Regions from separate parts of the Mus musculus genome. Here region 1 is linked to region 2. Evidence: chromatin contacts called from public HiChIP or PLAC-seq data. All regions are on one chromosome and are shown on one strand. Each heading gives the region's core, a stretch centred on a gene start, on an enhancer-like site or on the middle of the called end of the contact. The rest is flanking DNA. Distances are from core to core; before and after follow the strand shown.

Region 1 (5,369 bases), core at 2,221-4,720, 240 kb after region 2:
TTCAATTCCTGTACCCACAAGGTCCACATTCATATTAAAGAGCCTATAGAACAGTGGTTCACAACCCTCCTAATGCTATGACCCTAATACAGTTTAAGTTGTGGTGACCCCCCCCCCATGAAATTTTTCACTGCTTCATAATTTTGCTGTTGTGATTTGTAAAGTTTTCCAATGGCCTTAGGTAACCCCTGTGAAACAGGATCAGCCCCTAGGTTGTGAACCACTGCTACAGGGCTAGGGGTGCAGTCCAGTTGCTGTGAGTGCTGGCCTACATGAGGCCCTGAGCTCAATCTATAACACAAGGGATTAGAACAAGCCACTTTGTTGGGCGGTGGTGGTGCACACCTTTAATCCCAGCACTTGGGAGGCAGAGGCAGGCAGAGTTTGAAGCCAGCATGGTCTACAGAGTGAGTTCCAGGACAGCCAGGGTTACAGAGAAACCCCGTCTTGGAAAAAAAAAAACAAAAACAAAAAGCCACTATGCAAAAGTGGGGGATTGCTTTCACTGAGATAGCTGTTGGTAAAGCCCTTGCCATAAACACCTGGAACACATGTAAAAACAGAGGACTCCAGTTGTCCTGACCTCTACACTAACACTGTGGCTTAAACATGTGGACTCAATCTTAAGGTTTAAAACAAAAACTATGAGTATTAGGATCCAAAAACCAGGACTTCTGCAAGAATACCAAGTACCCTTATCTGCTGAGTAATCTCTAGCTCCTAGGAAACAATATTTTACCCCACAGAAGAAGCCTTATCGGGTCTTATAAGGGCAATTCAGTACTTTATAAACCAGAAAAGCATTTTGAAAGGTTCTATATTTTATTACTGGACAAACATCCTAATTCAAGACACGAAGAGTCTCCAGGTTTAAATGTTGAAATCCATCTGGTAGGACTGATTGATGACAATTCAGTATAAATCCTCAGTCTTGCCATTGTGTGAATCCTTACAGACCCAGCTTCGTTCTCCTCCAGTGTCTTCTCTTAGAGTTGTACCTGTACAAAGAGAAGCCACCAGTTACAAGGTGGGTTGGTCACAACAAACCTGCTCCTCTAGCAGAGTCAGACTTTCAGAGGAACAAGAGAATTTATTTAAAGCGCTTGCTAGAGCATAAAAGGACTTACAGTAAGTAGCAGAGCTAAGCTAACCAGTCTCTGAACTGTTCATGTCAAGGTGTCACGATTTTTACCCCAAAAGCAAAAATCAGAAACAACCAACATGGCTTTTCTTTCAGCAGGATAATGGCAGTACTCCCACAAAATGAAGCACTGTAATTGCTACCTGCTTTTCTTTCAAAGTTACCTATAAAGGTGGCACACACCTGTAACCTCAGCACTTACTTGGAAGGTTGGAGCAGATTAGCCAGCCTGGGCTAAACAAGACTGTTTCAAAAAGCAAAAGACTACCCGGTAAAGCATCTAAGGTCCGCTGCCTAGTGCTTCAAAGCTTTCCTTAGCACTCTATGGGGGTGGGGGGGAACCAAAGTTTGAAAGTCTAGTCCTGACTGCAAGTAAAGTCTCTAAATACATGTACCATACCAGAAGACAGAAGATAGTAATTAACTCGAATGTAAGGCTAGAGTGGGTTGTTGATATCAAGCTTAAGTGGCTAAATTAAGAACAAGGAGGCTCACTTTTTGCCCCAGCAGAGCCACACCCAGATTTTTACTAATCCCAAAACTGGGCAATGCTTATCTTTAATCCCAGCATGTTGGGAAAAACCAATTCCCACCAACTGTCCTCTGACCACATGTGGGCCTGCATCCCCCACACCACAGAAAGAACTCAGAAAGGCGCTTCCCTTGCCTGGGGGAGACCCTGGGTTCGATCCCTTCCACCTCTCTCAAAGACCCAGCTGGTCCTGAGCTCAACTCTGGTTGCAGGAAAGAACACTCCTGCCAGAATAGTCAAATCCCTTGAAGCCTTCCTAGGGAAATTAGGAAGCATTTATAAAAGGTTTGTGGAGGGATTTCGGGGGCTAAGTAAGCTAGTCACTACCAAGGAGCCTCATGACCTGAGCTAGAGCCCCAAGACCCATTTGATGAATGGAGAAGTGTTTCCTCCCAGTTCTCAACCCCGTGCTCCCAACCCAAACAAAAGGAAAAACATTTCAAAAGGGAGTCCCCAGCACACTAATTGACTGGGGTGGACCGTACTTTGCAACTGTGTATCTCCATGCCCAAAGTTACTTAAAACATAACGATTTCCAAGCCGGACAAGAGAAGGCTTACCTGATTTTGTTACCAGTTTTCATCCGGATCCACTGAGGAATAGGGCGATTTTGCTTTTGTTTCTTGGCCAGGAATCGCTTGATTCGGAAAGTCTTGTGAGAAGACTACGAGGAGATGCAACCAGCTTAGTGACACCACAGCCTAGTCTCTTGATTCAGTCACAAATTCCAACAAACTAACATCAGGCCTGCAGAACATACACCCAGGAAAAGCTCCCCGACCTCGAACCACCAAGTCCTTTATCCTCATCACTTCTCTGGAGGAAGAGTTAATGGCTTAAACATGGCTCATAATCAGCACCAAGTTTCTAAGCCCAGGTCCTGTCTGACCTATAAACTGGCTGTCTGCTGGGCTCCAGCGATGAAACACGGAATAGCTGGAGTAGGAGAGGAAACGGACTTACTGGAACAAGGATGGCTTGAGGTTAGGCAAACCCTGGCCAGTTTTAAGTCAATGACACTAGGTACTGTACTCTGTAAGTCTTATCTACCTCCAAGTGACATTGCTGGCTAACCTAAGATTACGGAGCCCTAGACACTCCGTAGGCAAACACCATTACATAAAAAAATGCAACGAAGGCCAAGCGCACTCGTCCCCCTAGACCAGTTGGAGGTTTTATTTAACAAATTCAGATACTAAACCCACTTTGTACCTAGACGCCCATAAGCATAATCTTGCCAGTAGGCAATGACTGATGCGCTGTTAGCAGACGCCTCCAAGGAGTGACGCGCTAACTTCTGAAGGGATCTCAAAGTTCTGTTAACCCTTACTGTGGACATCTCGCTGTGCAAATGGCGATTCATGCTCTTCGATCAGGGACAATCTAAGAGTGGTCCCAAGCCTCTCGTTCTGCCCCCCCCCCATCATGAAGATCACCGTCAGCCCCAGGCTATATGAAACAAGAATACTTTGCACCCCTTGCCAGGCTGCAGGAAGAGCGTTCTCATCCTGCAAGGGTAAATGGACTTGATAATTTCATGCCGCGCCCACAGGCCGATAGGTGTCCCAGCTCCAAAAACGAACACTAAAACCCTGAAAAATACACCCAGCCCTCAATGCTGCGCATGTCTGCCACAAAGGCACAGCGGTCTGTGGCCTCAGGAAAGCCGCTGAGGGACGGATGGCGGCCGATAGTCTTACCATGGCGAGAAGCCGAATCAAGAATAGCGCGCACGATGGCGGAGGAATGGAGAAGAGAAAGGCCGGGACCGGAAGAACGCGATTAGAAGAAGTCGCTAGAGGCGGAGCTTAGGGGGGGATGGATGACTCGCAGCGTCCTCCCTAGCTCCACCCCTGCGCTCCCATGGGGCCGTGGGAACCCAAACCGGTTTATAGAGAACGTAATTCCGAGGCCTCCGCGTCCATGCCTGTTCCTGCAGGTGATCATCATTGTGCTGAGGGCCACAGCCTTGGTGGCCATGGTAGGTGGCCTTTGAGAAGTAACCAAGTAAACCCTTAGCAAACACCTGGAAACGGAGTAGGCGGGACCAACTCTGAGGAGGGCGGGAAAAGGCCTACATCACTTCCAGAGCTGCAACTCCCCCCGCTTCTGCGAGAGGGGCGGGGCTTAGGGTTGGCGATGCACCCTGGAAGGGAGGAAGATGGGGCTGCAGACATCTTTTAATGACTAACTTCACTATTATAGAGAATCCAAGTTCCATTCACAGCACCCATATCAGGCAGCTTACAACCCTCCAGCTCTAGGGGGTAACATGTCTCTGACTTCCAGGGGCACCTACACTTATGATTTACAGGTACACGTCCCCATGTAAACACACACGGACCCATTATCAATAGTACCTAAAAATACTTGATTAAAAGGGAGGCGGAGCTAGAGAGATGGCTCAGCGGTTACGAGCACCATCTGCTCTTCCCGAGGTCCTGAGTTCAGTTCCCAGCAACCACATGGTGGTTCACAACCATCTGTAGTGAATAACTACAGTGTGCTCATATAAATAAAATAAATATGTAAATCTTAAGAAAAAAAAAAGGCGCCGGAAAGTGGTGGTGCACGCCTTTAATCCCAGCACTTGGGAGGCAGACAGACCTCTGAGTTTGAGACCATCCTGGTTTACTCACACGAGTTCCAGGACAGCCAAAGATACACAGAGAAACTCTGTCTCCGGTGGGGTAAAAATCCCATATACCAGGGCCAGGGGAATCGTTAGTAGATAAAAGCACCAGTTACGCAATCCTGCCAACTTATAGTTCAAGTCCCAAAAAGTGAAGATACAGGGCGTGGTGGCCTACACTTTTAATCTTAGCACTTGAAGCAGAAGGATCAATATCTCTGAGCTCAAGGCCAGCCTAGTCTATATACTGAGCTTCCAGCCAGTCAGGATTACTACATATAGACCCTGTCGCTAAATAAATAAATAAATAAATAAGTACTCCTATGTATCTGCAACCCTAAGATTCCTACCGCACAATAGAAGGTGGAGACAGGAGAGAAAGTCCTGGAAGATTGAGGGCCAGCTAGCCTGGAGTATTTAACACAGCAACAGAAACAAGGCAAACCCTGTCTCAAAAAGGTGGAAGGTAAGAACTACTTCTCTTTGACATCTGCTCAACTGCTGTGTAAATAAAACAGAAAGTCAGGTATAGTTGTGTACCCCTATGAGGTCCCTATGAGGCAGACGCCAGAAGATCATAAATTGTGAGCTAGCCTAGGTTATATATTGAGACCTTACTTCTAAAAGGTAAACTATAGAAAGAGCACATCATAGAACAACAAGAAGCTGAAAACTAAAGATAATACCTGTGGATATCATAAAAAGTTAAAGATTCCTTTTATCAGTGCCAACTTATTCTCAGAACTACCTTGTGTATGTCGTTCCGGGGGAGGGGATGAGATTGTGATGTGAAAGGCTGAGGACCACGTGAGTCCCCAAGCAGCCTGCCTCTTCTTCCCTTCCTCACAGATACCTAACACACACTGCACTCAGCTCTGGACTTTCTCCTGATTTCCATAGCTTCACTTCTCCCAGCAGAGCAGCTAGTTCCTCATGGCTACAAGCAACCTGAGAGCTCCTGTGGTGGCCAGTGCTGTATGAGTGGTGCCCAGTGCCGCCGTAGGATCAGTGCTCAGTAAAGGATCAGACCCATGGCCATCCTGATTACTATGATGATGGCCCTA
Region 2 (5,453 bases), core at 2,010-4,509:
GGGGGCATGTTCTTGCCCTAGCCCCTTCCTGTTACTGTTTCCTGGCTCTGCTCTTCCACGTCCTTTCCTGATGTTCTACCTCAGTTCAGGCCCGGAAACCACAGAGGCTAATTATCAGCCTGTATGGAACCCCTGAAGCTACAGGCCACAGTAAGATGGCCTTAAAATAGTTTCTCTCAGGCTTTAGGTCACGGTGACAAACGGCTGACGAATGCAACATCCAACTGCTTAGCTGACATCTCCACTTAGAGAGCCAATAAGCAATTCAGAAGCATGTCCAGTACATAGAACTTCTGGGCTGCAAGATGGCTCAGTAGGAAAAGGCTCTGCAAGCCTTGAACCTACACAGTGAAAGGAAAGAAATGACTGCACAAAAATTGTCCTTTGACCTCCACATACACACAATGACACCCCTCACCGCACCCTCACTGAGAGAGAAATATAAGACAGCTTTTAAAAACAGAAAATGGCACCTATTCACCCAGTTATTCTAGCCATACTTCAAGGGGGCTATGCTTGCTTCGTCCCTCCCTCACTCCCTACACCTCATCCAGCAGCTAGCCTCGGTAGCATCCCCCTACCAAGCCACCTAACAAACGTGTTTACTTTCCTTCCTCCAATTTTTCCTTTACTCTTATCTCATGTTGGGTTGTCAAAATGGTCTCCTAACTGGTGTCCCTGCCTCCGTTCTTGCTTCCCTCCAAGGCATTCCCCACATTGTAGCTATTGCCTTAAAGCGTGGATCGGGGCTACAGAGATTGCTCAGCACTCAGCACCTATCATTCTTCCAGAGACAAGTTTGATTCCCCAGCAGCCCCAAGGGGTAGCTTAAACTACCTACAACTCCAATCCAGGGAATCCAACGCCTTTGGCCTCCACGAGCACCTGCAGACATGTGTGTATACCCCCATAAACACACACACACACACACACACACACACACAATTAAAATAAATAAAAAAAGAAAACATGAATCAGGGGACCTAGGGGCATAGTTCAGTAGTAGAATGCTTGCGTAGAATGTGCAAGGCCCTAGGATCAAACCCTAGCACTGTCATTTTGAAAGTTTTTTTTTAATTTCTTTTATTTTTGTGATTAGAGCATGAGCAGGACGAGGAGTAAGCCATAGACATGCTAAGGTGCACAAAGAAAAGCCCACAAGGCCTCCACCCCACACAGGCACCTACAGCTGAGAAATGCCGAGTAGGGGAACGGTCTTCCCCAGAGAAGCACACAGCAACCGCTTACTCAATACCAAGCGGTCGGCCCTGACAACGTGCAAAGTTTGAACATAAAATGAAAGGCATACCCAGGCGTGGTGGCGCACGCCTCTGATCCCAGCACTCGGGAGGTAGAGGCAGGCGGATTTCTGAGTTCAAGGCCAGCCTGGTCTACAGAGTGAGTTCTAGGACAGCCAGGGCTACACAGAGAAACCCTGTCTCGAAAAACAAACAAACAAACAAACAAAAAAATGAAAGGCATAAATCGTATGGTGTGACACCTTGGCTTTAGACTTTCTAACAGCTTCCTAGTGCATCCTCATTCCAGTCTAGAGGGCCTTCTGCAGCCTGGCTTCTGCTCATGCCTTTAACCTCACTTCCTGTTCCAGCACTTACTCGGTCACACTTGCTGTCCGTTTGGCTTCTGCAATGCAAGCTTCTTCCCTTCTGTACTTTGCGATGCCATCAGCTGAACACTTCCCCTTGACCTTTATATGTTGGACCATTCAGCCTTTTCGGATACCACATGGCTCAGAACAGCCCCTTCTCTGAGCCCACCTCTCTATGGCCCAGAGTTCTCTATTATGCCATCACACTATTTGTTCAAAATCTTTTTTTGTTTGTTTGTTTGTTTTTCGAGACAGGGTTTCTCTGTGTAGCCCTGGCTGTCCTGGAACTCACTCTGTAGACCAGGCTGGCCTTGAACTCAGAAACCCACCTGCCTCTGCCTCCCAAGTACTGGGATTAAAGGTGTGTGCCACTACGCCCAGCTTTGTTCAAAATCTTATGTGTGTATGTGTGAGTGCAGGCAAGTACACATGGAGCTCAGGGGACAGCTTTGCCTGTTGATCCTGGTCTTCCGCCCTGACACAGGGTTTCTTGTTCGCTGATGCATAAGCCAGACTGGCTAGCCTCAAGCTTCCTGGGATTGTCCTGTCTGCCTCCCATCTCATCATAGATACGCTGCTACTGCATCAGGCTTTTACATGACTTCTGAGGATATGAACCCACTTGAATGTTAAGTACTCTGCTTACTAAGTCATCGGACCAGCTTCCTATCACATTATTTTAACTACATTTTTCTTCTCTCTCTCTCTCTTTCTTTCTTTATTATATGTAAATACACTGTAGCTGTCTTCAGACACACCAGAAGAGGGCGTCAGATCTCATTACAGATGGTTGTGAGCCACTGACCTTTGGAAAAGCAGTCAGTGCTCATAATCGCTGAGCCATCTCACCAGCCCCCCTAAATTTTTCTTTATTTCTTTCAAGAAAATTATTATTCATGTGTGTGTTTACACAACTGTGGAGGTCACACATGTGGAGGTCAGAGGACAGTTTTCAGTACCCTCTACCCAACAGGGGTCCCGGGAATTGAACAAAAATTGGCCAGTTTGGCAAGCCCTTAAACTCACATTTTCATGGTTGGGAGTTCCTGTCACTTTGCTTTTAAAATGGGACTTTCTTCACCACTATGTCCTCTGCTCCAACAGCACACAGCACACACACCAAGAGCTCAATGACTGAAAGGTAGTGGACTAGTCTTAAACGAGAAGACAGACAGGCATCTTTCCCCCTGAAGACTGCAAAGCCAGGAGGACAGAAGCATCTGAGTATATTCCTTTACTCTCTTAGTGCTTTGGAGATGGAAGTCATCTGCCAGAGGGGTTGCGTGCAGGGAAAAAATCAGAAGATTGGAAGTAAAGGGCCCTAATTTAATCTGATTGAGCTGAACACCTGACTGTCTGTGGTGTGATCTTATCTGACACAAGAGCCATACATTCATGGCCTCAGCCTCCATTCATTTACAAGATATAGCCATTCAACTCTCAGGATATAAGATCACAGAAGGCAGACTGTATGACTGATTCTAAATTGAGAGTTTGTAGGATGCATGCTGTGACATAGTCCAGATTCAGAAAAACAGAAAAGACAAATACCACATATTCTCTTTCATATGTGGAACCTACCTTTGATATATATGGGTATAGGTCATGAAACTAGAAAAGGGACCGTTGGAGGGGAAAAGGTTTTGAGGAAGTGGGCAGTGTAACAGAATACATGTGACATAAAAGCAAAAGGGACAGCTGGGAGTGGGGTGGCACAGGAGGAGCAGGGCAACGGAAAAGAAATGGGGAATCTCTACAAAAACAAATTATGGAGACTTTTTTAAGAAACACAAACAAAAAGCCAGGTGTGATGGTGCAAGCCTGTAATCCCAACCCTTGGAGGTGGTGACAGGCAGAGCAGGGCTTTCAAGGTCTCTCCCTGGCTAGCCAATGACTTGGACGTCAGCCAGGGCTCCATGATTTAAAAAACGAAAACAGAAACAGAATTGGGCTGGAGGGGTGGCTCATTGGCAAGGATCACATGCTGCTCCTGCAGAGGACCTTGGTTCCATTCCCAGCACCCTTATGATGGCTCACAGCTATCTGGGGACCCAACACCCTCTTCTAGCCTCCTTGGGCACCAGGCATGCATGTGGTGCATATGCATATTTGCAAGCAAAACACTTTCACATATGTCTCTGTGTGTACACACACACACACATAAACTTAGAAAATTAGAAAAAACTTAATTTTACAAAAGAGAAAAAAGGTTACATTTATAACAGCACCAGAAAAAAATTTAGTAGCCAAGTATACATTTTAAATTATCTACAGGATCTGTACATGAAAAATTATAAAACACTAATGAAAAGAACTAAATACCTAAAATACCTAAATAAATGTCAATTCTCCTTAAAATGATTTTTTTAGGTCAAATCTGCTAACTCAGCAAGGTAACTTTATTCTCTTAACTATATGCAAAATATCTCATTTTCTTTCTCTATTTATGTATGTATGTATGTATGTATGTATGTATGTATGTATGTATGTTTTTCAAGACAGGGTTTCTCTGTATAGCCCTGGCTGTCCTGGAACTCACTTTGTAGACCAGGCTGGCCTCGAACTCAGAAATCCGCCTGCCTCTGTCTCCCAAGTGCTGGGATCAAAGGCGTTCGCCACCACCCCTGGCTAAGATATCTTATTTTCAAGACTGATTCTACAATAAAGAAGCTAGGTTAGCTCTTTAGAAATCTCTTTTTATCTGTGTCATCCTACCAAGCTAGTCTACCTTTTTCTTGAGCCCCTCCAAACCCAAGAGGTCTCTTTTGCCCTCTTGCCTAGAACACTGTTTCATTTGCATCCTGCCAGCTGCTTCTCTGTGGCTCCTGCAAGTCCAAAGAGAAAGGCGCTCTTACCTGGAGGACGTCCTTCCGTGAAGCTCTTGCGAGCCAAAGTAGAGTTGAAAAACACTAAAATGATCTTTAGATTTTACAAAATCCCTCAAATCCTAGAAAGAATACTGAACCTATCAACAAGCTGATTTTAAAATATTGGAAAAGACAAAAATTCAGAATAGTCAAATAACTCCAAAACAAAACAAGGTTGGAAGAATCATGACCCAGCAGTAAAACTAACCATAAAGTTACAATCACCAAATCAAGGCATTCTATATAGCCAGGCAGAGTGGCACATGCTTAGGGTTATGGTTACTTGGAAAGCTGAGGCAGGAGGATCACATGAGCCCCTAAGTTCATAGCCAGCCTGGGAAACTTAACAAAACTAAACAGACAAAACTAACAAAGAGCTGGAGGGTAATGCTCAATGGCAGAGTGTACTGTGTCAATTGAGACTCATGATTAAAAAGGAAAAAGGAAAAGTTCTGTGTGGGTAAAATGACAATGGATGTACAATAAGCTGACTCTGCTTTTTTTTTTTTGAGATACAGTCTTGTTTATATAGCCCCTGGTTGGCCTACAACTTGCTATGTAACCAGGCTGGCCTCTGACTCCCAGGGATACAAAGTGCCCTTGCTTTTCTGAGTGCTGAAATTCAAGGTATGTGCCACCACACCCAGACATGAACTGATTTTTGACAAAGCTATACAAGAATAGATGAAGGAAAAATAGTCTTGTCACTAATTAGGTATCAAAACAACTAGACATCTGTGTGTTAAAAGTAAACTGACCCAAAATTTATGTATAATACAGGAACTACTTCAAAACAGACTACAAGTGTAAATGTCAAAAGAAAACTTCTTGGAGTACAGAGGGTATTTATAAATGAGTGAAGAGAGGCACTACAGATGCTGGGGAGATGGCTCAGTGGCAAGTGAGCAGTGGCTCACTTGCTCTTGCTGAGGACCCATGTTCAGTTGCCAGCACCTATACAGACGAGGCTCACAATC

Evidence for each region. HiChIP or PLAC-seq counts read pairs in DNA pulled down with a chosen protein or histone mark.
Region 1: an H3K4me3 HiChIP or PLAC-seq map of the SCID.adh cell line shows a contact between it and region 2, with 4 times the contacts expected there. The contact joins the promoter of Rpl39 here to the enhancer-like site in region 2. A contact is called at or near these places in 2 of 39 promoter capture datasets (the C10 cell line and hippocampal neurons), 19 of 484 Hi-C or Micro-C datasets (the AML12 cell line, the C2C12 cell line, LSK cells and 12 more), 11 of 115 datasets of contacts at active chromatin or transcription factors (DN3 thymocytes, the SCID.adh cell line, astrocytes and 6 more) and 2 of 9 other capture datasets (adipose tissue and liver).

What each region holds. Positions count from the first base shown.
Region 1 is chrX:37,081,752-37,087,120 of GRCm38.p6, forward strand. It overlaps Rpl39 (ribosomal protein L39), which reads right to left and starts at 3,471. Exons shown (of 3, transcript NM_026055.2): 1 at 3,374-3,471; 2 at 2,234-2,337; 3 at 767-998. The coding sequence starts at 3,376. The coding sequence ends at 950. Snora69 (small nucleolar RNA, H/ACA box 69) reads right to left here and starts at 1,282; the gene lies at 1,161-1,282.
Region 2 is chrX:36,840,277-36,845,729 of GRCm38.p6, forward strand. It overlaps a transcript of C330007P06Rik not described here. Among named protein-coding and RNA genes, the nearest start is that of C330007P06Rik, 21 kb to the right of the region's middle. Within about 2 kb of position 3,260, at least 41 of the 459 cell types and tissues checked have an H3K27ac peak or open chromatin away from gene starts, as enhancers often do. A contact at or near this core is called in the SCID.adh cell line, microglia and pro-B cells, where this site is marked.